2 separate regions of the Triticum aestivum genome follow, and region 1 is linked to region 2. The links are chromatin contacts, called in public Hi-C maps. All regions are on one chromosome and are shown on one strand. Each heading gives the region's core, a stretch centred on a gene start, on an enhancer-like site or on the middle of the called end of the contact. The rest is flanking DNA. Distances are from core to core; before and after follow the strand shown. Region 1 holds the start of LOC123189129. Region 2 holds the start of LOC123189124 (putative protein TPRXL).

Evidence for each region. Hi-C and Micro-C count contacts between places; a contact is called where the count stands out from the background.
Region 1: a Hi-C map of leaf shows a contact between it and region 2, with 5 times the contacts expected there. The contact joins the promoter of LOC123189129 here to the promoter of LOC123189124 in region 2. A contact is called at or near these places in 2 of 5 Hi-C or Micro-C datasets (both in leaf).

Annotation. Positions count from the first base shown.
Region 1 is chr2A:506,332,332-506,336,347 of IWGSC CS RefSeq v2.1, forward strand. It overlaps LOC123189129, which reads right to left and starts at 1,454. Exons shown (of 2, transcript XM_044601467.1): 1 at 645-1,454; 2 at 1-289. The coding sequence starts at 1,092. The coding sequence ends at 84.
Region 2 is chr2A:506,027,483-506,031,673 of IWGSC CS RefSeq v2.1, forward strand. LOC123189124 (putative protein TPRXL) reads right to left here and starts at 2,707. Exons shown (of 1, transcript XM_044601462.1): 1 at 941-2,707. The coding sequence starts at 2,425. The coding sequence ends at 1,301.

The sequences.
Region 1 (4,016 bases), core at 204-2,703, 300 kb after region 2:
CTCTGCGTGCCAAACCAATTCGAGAAATGGACCGAGGGTGGGCAGTCCAGTGATCATCATGGATGATGACGTGTGCTAGCTCGCTACATGGTCGGCCAGAACGGCATGTAGCGCAGCCAAGCCGGCGGTTCGCCTGCCGACGTAGGCGCCTCCCCGGCGTTCCTGACACCGCTTGCTCCGGCAGAGGAGCAGGAGGACGAGGAGGTCTGGACGGCGGCCGAGGAGGACCTGGGGCACAGGAAGAAGCTCCGGGACCCTAGCTCCATCACCTTCTCCCTCGGGTCCAAACCTGACCAATGAGTCCACAACATTTACATGATCAGTGAATGATCCTTCACTTACTGAATGATGCAGATGATGCTCACTAACTGTCGCCTAAAGATTAATGGTTGTTGCGACCGACTTGACACTCTCAGTGGGCCCATGCATCGCTTGCTGAATATGTTCAGGGGTTTTGTGAGGAAACAAATGATCTGATTCATCTCGCCGGCTATTCTCAAATAGAGTTCGTGCCGGCATATCGCCAGCTTGGCTAATACTAGTATTTTGTGTAATTGTGTTGACTTTCCACTTTGATAGTTGTGCGGTGCAATTCTGGAATGAAAAACAGATGGTACCGTGGGCTTCAGATGCAACAGACTTACTTTCCAAGCTGAACTGGGAGTAGTGTAGGCCGAAGGTCGACGGGTCGGTCGCCGGCAGCAAGGGCCGCCTGCCCTCCTTCACGTAAATCCCCACGGCGGCGGCCACAAGGTCCGCCACGCTCCAGTCCGCCGACGCCATGACGTGCAGCGGCCACAGGCTCCTCTGCACGGTCACGTTCACCAGCACCTTGCCCGGCGTCCTCCGGACCGCCAGCTCGGCCAGCGGCTCGCCGCCGTCCGCGGCGCGGAAGCTCCTGCCCCTCACGCCGGCGAGCAGGTCCGGCTGCGTCTTGGGCCTCTGCTTTGGCAGCTGGTGCCGCTGCTCCGCCCCGCGCCCGTGGAACGACGACCACCGCTGCCCCGGGCCTCGCAGCAGCTGCCCTCCTGCCTCCTGTCTTTGCCGGTCGCCGGAGCAGCTCTTCTCGAAGGAAGGCGCGTGAGGAGGCATCGCCCGTGCTGGCGGTGACCCGCAGGCGCTGCCGCAGAAACAGCTCCAGACACCCGGGCGATCAGACGGCGCGCGCAAGGATCACGGCTGCCGGCGGCAAGGTGCACGGGAGCCGGACGGCGAGGTTGTCCATGCAGAGCAGAGCATGCAGTATGCAGGTGCAGCTGGTCCTATGGCCATATAAGAGCCAGCCGAGACGAAGGCGAAGCAGGGCACAATTAAAGCAAGGAGAACCGAATTTTCAAAGGTGAGAAGCACGATCAAAGCCAGAAGCAACTGGGAAGTGACTTGTACCGGAGAGAAGGTGAGATGAGAACGGCACGGCAGACATATACACATGGAATCATTGTAACTATTGGTGATTGGCTTGTCAATTATTGGAGCACGATTGCCTCTCCTCCACAAATTAAGTACTATGTTTATATTTATTTATTAAGGTCGCCACTAAGGGCAAAATACTCTTACATAACTCAAAATAAATTTGGTGATTACAAAGTCATGCCCATTTGATATCTATTGCATTGAATTTGCGCGAAACAAAACCCTTGAACTTGCAAGATTCAAGCTTACAACGAGGAGCATATGGATAGAGGACTTCACTTGGACTTGGAGTAGGCGGAGGGTCAAGTGGTGGGGTTGAACACATGCGCAAGGATCAAGTATGAATGGTGATACTTTTTTTTGCTAAGTCCTAGAGATCAAACTCCAAAATCACGCAAAACATCGCAACCATTTTCCACTATCTATAACTCCATTTCTACTATTCGGAGCCACCTAGCCAAATCCATTTGGATCCTCTGATCCATTCCAGAGATAGTCGTTGCGATACTATATCAAGGTGGGAAGTAGGATATGGTGAGGAAGAAAGAGAAAAAAGGGCCACAATGCTATCGTTGTAGGAACTGGGGACACATAAGGAAGAACTGTCGAACATGGAGGAATATCGAGGGAACCAAATTGTGCCAGTGTCCTCTACGAGAAGTTATTCAGATGGCTGCCTTCTTACCCTATCAAGTGGGTTACGTGAGGAAGCATGAATAATAGATATAGGGAACTCTTATCACGTGACATCTAGCAGAGAGTAGACCGCCTGCTACAAATGTAGTAACTTTTACTGATCTATCAAGGTGGCGATGTGCCTCCGTGCACTATGACATTGGAGATGTCAAGACCCAGACTTAAGATGGAATTGAACATGTGATGTTAGAGACATGTCAAGGGTTCAGAGAGATCTGAATTCACTTGGTAAACTTCATGGCAATGGTTAGGTCTACAAAGTGGACAATCACAAGAAGACTAGGAGAGTTAAGAAGAGTAAAAAGAAGCTTGTGACGAAGGGAAAGAGAACCAAAAACAACTTGCACAAAGTGTGAATAAACATTGTTGAAGATGTATCCGAGGAGAAGCCAGATGTGGATTTATGTTCAATCAAGGTGACCAAAACGAAGGGGCTAAATCTGGCGGCACTCATGACAGTGAGCAACAAGGGAAGATCCAAATTCAAGCGTTGAAGATGATAACAACAAGATGATGAGGGCATATTCGTTAAGGTGAAGTTTGGTGGATCATTGTCGAATATGTATATAGGGCTATAGTTGGACTTATTATGTGTAGGGGTTGAACACATGTAAAGCAAACTTATGCATCACATGGTAGATATTTTTTGTGCGGGAAGTAGTTAAACTATATTAACGAAACTAGTAGGTTAGACACAATATCACGAAGGGGTGCTTTGGACGCCCGAGGAAGGGATGACTGGACCGACCATGTTGCGATTTTCGGAAATGTGCCTCATGGGTTCGGTGTGATTTGTTGTGGATTATACTTCGTTGACTTAGTATATGAGAATGATCTTTTTTTAGAATTGGAATGATCTTTATGCTTCCAAGATGTAGGCATAAATTTACCTGTCTACTTTTCTTAATGTTCTAAGGAAAAGCATGTAAATTATAACACTTTGCAATGATTGAAATACTTGTTCACAAACATATGTTTTCTTCTCCCTCTATTGAATTCATACTCTAGCCACATAGTCGGGACTGGTGGAGAGAGACGGACAATATTTTTTTTCAAACTGATGGAGAGAAATGGACAATATATTTTAACACTCCTTCTCATGTCTGGGCTTATTTAGTCCTTAGACGTGGTATCAATGTAGCCTACAAAATCTTTTTTTAATACTGCGTTGGTAGAGTCTTGAACTTAAAACCTCTTAGCTCGAATACCATATTAAATTCATGTTCCAGCCTGTTGCTCCAAAAGTCCAAACTAATGGAGAGAGACGTGCAATATATTTCAACACCCTCCAGACTTCATCGCGAGCCCGTGGATTTGCCTTCCCTCTACGTGCTGGTCCAGCGGCCCGTGGCGAGGAGGAGAATCCCGGTGTCTCCGCTCGGTTAGTAGTTTAGGTTAGTTTTTTTAGTCCTCGCAGGTGCAGCGCTGGGGCGGATGGCGATGCTTCTTCTTTGAGTTTGTCTTCCAGGCACCGATCATCCTCAACTTCGTCCGTCTGGACGTAGTCGACGGAGCTTCGACATAGATTCCTACCACCTCCTTGTGGTGGTGAGATTAGGGTTTCTCGTCATGTGGCGAGGTTTGGTGTCAGGTGCTTCAGATCTATGCAAGGGTTTAACGACGATGACTGCAGGCTCCAGAGTGCTGATACTTAAGGGCACGTGTGCGAAGAGTTCCAGACTGTCATCGACAATGTCAAGACGGCCCAGTAGTGGAGCGGCGACATCGGCGCGTAGGCGACTAATTCTGGCGGCAATAGTGGACGTTTGGTGGTTTCGAAATCTTGATGTGATTTTTATTATGTTTGAAATGCTTTGTACTTCTGTCGAACTTTTATAATAGATATTCTCGTAAAAAAACTTGAATAATAGATATGATCCTTTTAAAAAGGTAGTTCCCGCAAAAAC
Region 2 (4,191 bases), core at 1,457-3,956:
AGGAGCAAACCCGGGCGGTATGTGCCCCTTGCATATTATCCCCAAAGAGAAGGAGGCTGGTGGCGGTTCAGACAGCTCTGGCAGTGAGCAGACCCGGCTCGATTCATATTGCTTCTTTGACCGCTACTTCCGTGATGAAGATGGCGATGTCTAGGGCAGCCGTAGGTGAACTTTCTCGATATCTCTAGTTTTTAGAAAATTAAAATTTCTTGCTAGTTCGATGGAATGTATGAGGAGACCCTATGCTATATGTGATCTAAGTGCAACTCTAACCGATCCTTTATAACCGGTTAGAGGAGTAAAACCTGGACCTAGCAGATTCCTTATCCTCCGTAAGGGAGTGAAATTGGTCTTGCTCTAGTGGCAAAGAATTGGTGAATTATTTACTCCAATGTCGTTGAATGAAATATGGTTGAATGAAATATGGTTGAGTATGTGACGCAAATGGGAATTTTATTTTATTCCACTAAGTTTAGGGGATCGGCTAGAAATGGTCAAAACTAAGTGGAGTAAATTTACTCCGCCGTTTTACTCCTCTATTTATAAGGGATCGGTTAGAGTTGCTCTAAATGAGCTCGATAGTTCAAACCTTTAGAACATGCCAATTCTTGATAGTTTGATGGAATGTAGATGAATCCCCTCCGCTATATGTGATCTAAATGAACTACGTGTGTTTATTTTTACGCTGCGTGTGTTTATTTTACATTGCATGTTTATTTATATCGTTGCGTGTGTTCGTTTTACATTCCATGAGAGTGTATGAATTTAAGGATTTGCTATGAGGAAGACGGTTGTAGACTTGGACATTTGAGATTTGAGGGGCGACTCACTTTTGACGGGTACGGTTGTAGATGCTTTAACAGGTCACCCGTAGTATAGTGTGGTCGCAGCATCATGAAAACTGAATCAAGGCACACAAGAACAAGGAGTACTACATAACTGATGAACAAATTGCCAAATTTCTCCTTTTCAATTCAATGCCCATGTCCCGTCTCCAACACAGCACACGAATGAATTCAACATAAAACATCTCTATTTCCACCACACCACAGGAGAAAATCTCGAATTGGAACAGAATTACAAAATGAAAGGCGAGCTAGAGCTTAATCTGCGGCCCATATCCCATCCTTCCCCCTAGGAGCAGTTTCTCAGGACTCGAATGGACATATACCAGAACCAAGAACAGCAGTAATTTTCATACTAGTAGAAGCAGTAGTAGTATAGTTCGAGAAGAAGAGCGATGATTTGATAACCGGCCATTGATCGCGGAGTGCGCAGCTGCAACAATCCAAAGACGAGGCTAACTCGTCGCCACCGCCGATCCACCTGCCGTCGCGGATGCCGACATGATGGTTTTGCTGGACGTGGAGCTCGTCGGCCTCAGCGCCCTCATGGGGCTCGCCAGCGCCCACGCCCAGCCCCGGTGGCTCCGCGTGCCAGAAACCCTCGTGTTGCCGCCGGCGCTGGCGCTGCTCCCGCCACTGGGCGCGGAGAGCCAGTAGGAGGATGAGGCCGGGGGCGCGGCGCCGATGCCGCCGAAGAACCCGGCGCACTTGATCCTGTGCTGCTGCGTGTACTCGTAATCCTCGTCGCCGTCGCCGGCGTCGCGGGCGCCGCCAAGGTGGCCGAGCGCGCTTCCCTTGGGCTTGGGCTCGCGGTGGGACTCGACGCGCCGGAGCGCGCAGTCGCCGAAGCCGGTGGAGAGGCGCTCCAAGAAGTCCCCCGAGAAGCTGCGGCTGCCGCAGCCCACGGAGCGCGACCGCGCCACCTTTCTCCCGAACGACGAGGACGACGACCCCTCGCTGCGGCGGCCCGGGCTCTCAGGCTCCTCTATCGCCTCCAGCCTCCGCCCCAGCGACGCCGACGTCGCCGAAGCCACCGACACCGACTTCCTCCTCGCGGACGCGGTGCCCTCCCCACTGGCCAGAGACGACGACCCGCTCCGGTGGCCGCTGGAGGAGGAGGAGGGGTAGAGGAAAGACCAGAAGCTCTTCTTGCGGGGGCCGTCAGAGGTGATCCCGGACGACAGCTGCGGCTCTTCCGGCCGCGGCGCCACGGACTTGCTCCTCCTGAGCCCGCTGGCCACCGGGGCGGGCGCCGAGGAAGATGTCTTGCCCTTGTGCGGCGGGATCGCCATGGCAGAGGCGGTGGAAGGATAAAGATTTTCGGTGGCGAGCCTGTTGGGCGGAGGGGTGGTCGGCGTGACGGAGGAAGGCGGCGGGTGGAAGGGGCTGGACTTGGAGGAGGAGACCAGCATGCCAAGCTTCTCCTGCAGGCAGAAGGCGCAGATGCCACTGCCGGCAGCCACCCCCGCGGCCGCCGCGGCGCCGGGCGGGTAGGGGTGCTCGCTGCAGTAGGCCACTTCTTGATCCACCGCAACCGCCGCCGCCGGGGCCGCCACCGTCTCCGCCGCTTTCTCCTCCATGCCCGCCCTCCTCACCTCCTGTGCTACGATCTTGGTAATGCTGTGCCGGATCTTGTCTCAGTTGCTCTCCTGATGCCGATCTGCCGCGGCGGCCGGGCCGAAGGTGGAGGCGCGCGGACGGGAGCGGGGAGCTTGGGGGACGGAGAGGGGCACGAGCGCGCAGGCGGATGCGGATGCGGTGGCAGAGGAGAGCATGGATGGGAGTGGCAGGGGGCGGCGTGGGGGTGCGCCTTATTTTAGCGCCACTCCCGCCTGCGTCTTTTTGTCCGGTTCGCGCGGCCCTAGCCGTGACAAGGCTCGGTCATCGCACCGCACGTAGAAGAAGGAAAAAAAACAAGGGCTCGGTCAGGGCGGGCACGTGGGGGTGGGCAACCCTCTGCGACCGCGCGCGTGGCTCCACTCCACTTGATGCGCGCTCTGCCTCTCTCCACTGGTAACAACGGGTCTTAAGCAGAGTGTCAAGTAAAAACAACTCGGAATTACTGGTGCCGTGCCACTGGGACGAGACGAGACCATGCGTGATTGCACGTGCGATGTAGCAGTACATCTATCCTGCGATAGGTTGATGAAAATTACTACTGGATAATCGTGGTGCGCAGTGGGAAAAGGGTTTACGTTACGCTTCCCGCCAAAACATATTACACGGCACGCGATGCCGAATCAGGAGCCGCGCCTCTGTTCCATTGACATTGTTCATTCATCGGTGTCGTCGTCGGTCGATGCCCTTGCCTGTTTTAACCGGCAGTGATTGCTACACGTACGATGGTCATGGTTCTTGTCCGACGTGTGTCCGTTCCATGATTCCGTTTTCTAGCGCGACAGACGGGGCCGGACGTGTTTCCCCTGTTCCAAGAGAATGTACAGCCAGCTACAGAGCTACTCCACCATCACCATGGTAGATCCAGCACAAACTCAGCAGCGTCCCATGCCTGCTGTTTGCGAGCAGTGATCAGAGCACGACGGACGGCACATGACATGAGGCCTGTACACTGTAGTAGTTTTGTTCTTAACTCTCTCCACATCACAGCTGGAGCTGGTGATGGTATATAACACGCAACAGCCGGCCATGTTGCTGCTGTGAGTGAGGAGTGGACCGATGAACCATGTGCCAGCATGAGCATCCGAGGTCACTTTCACTGGCTTCATTTAGAAATCTCGAGCTCAAGAGTATACTACTTGATCTCCGTAACAGACGGCAATACGTTGTGACAGAGGGGCGGCTTCCTCTGATCAAGCAGATGATCTGGAATGGAAACGTCTAGTCTACTATCCTTGGTCAAACATACGCGCCTGAAGAATCTCCAGCTCGGGGGAGGGCTTTATCTCTCGGTAGCACCAGGGTGGCAGATCGATCCCATGATTTTGGTACTAGCCTACTAGAGCGCTCGTTAACATGTTCGTTCAGCCTTGCGTGGATGGGCATGGACGACGATGTGCTGCTGGAGGCCGCGAGTAATTTGCGGTCGGCATGCCTTCCCGCAACCGCAAATCCATGCCATGGGCACGACGCGCGCACATGGCTCCGCACGGCGTCCATCCATGCTCCGCCCGTTCGCATCAAATGCACCTGTACCTTGCACACATCGCCTGCATTTTATTTTTATACCGAGGATGAGGAAGGGTGCTACGCGCGGATCTGATTGAAGCGGCCCATGGCTCCATGCACATCGGGGGAGGCACCCGTCTGATGGACTTGTCGTTACCGCCGGGGGGGCACCTCCACTACCTGCTGCCGCGGCGGCACCGCACCGGCGTACTAGTACGTG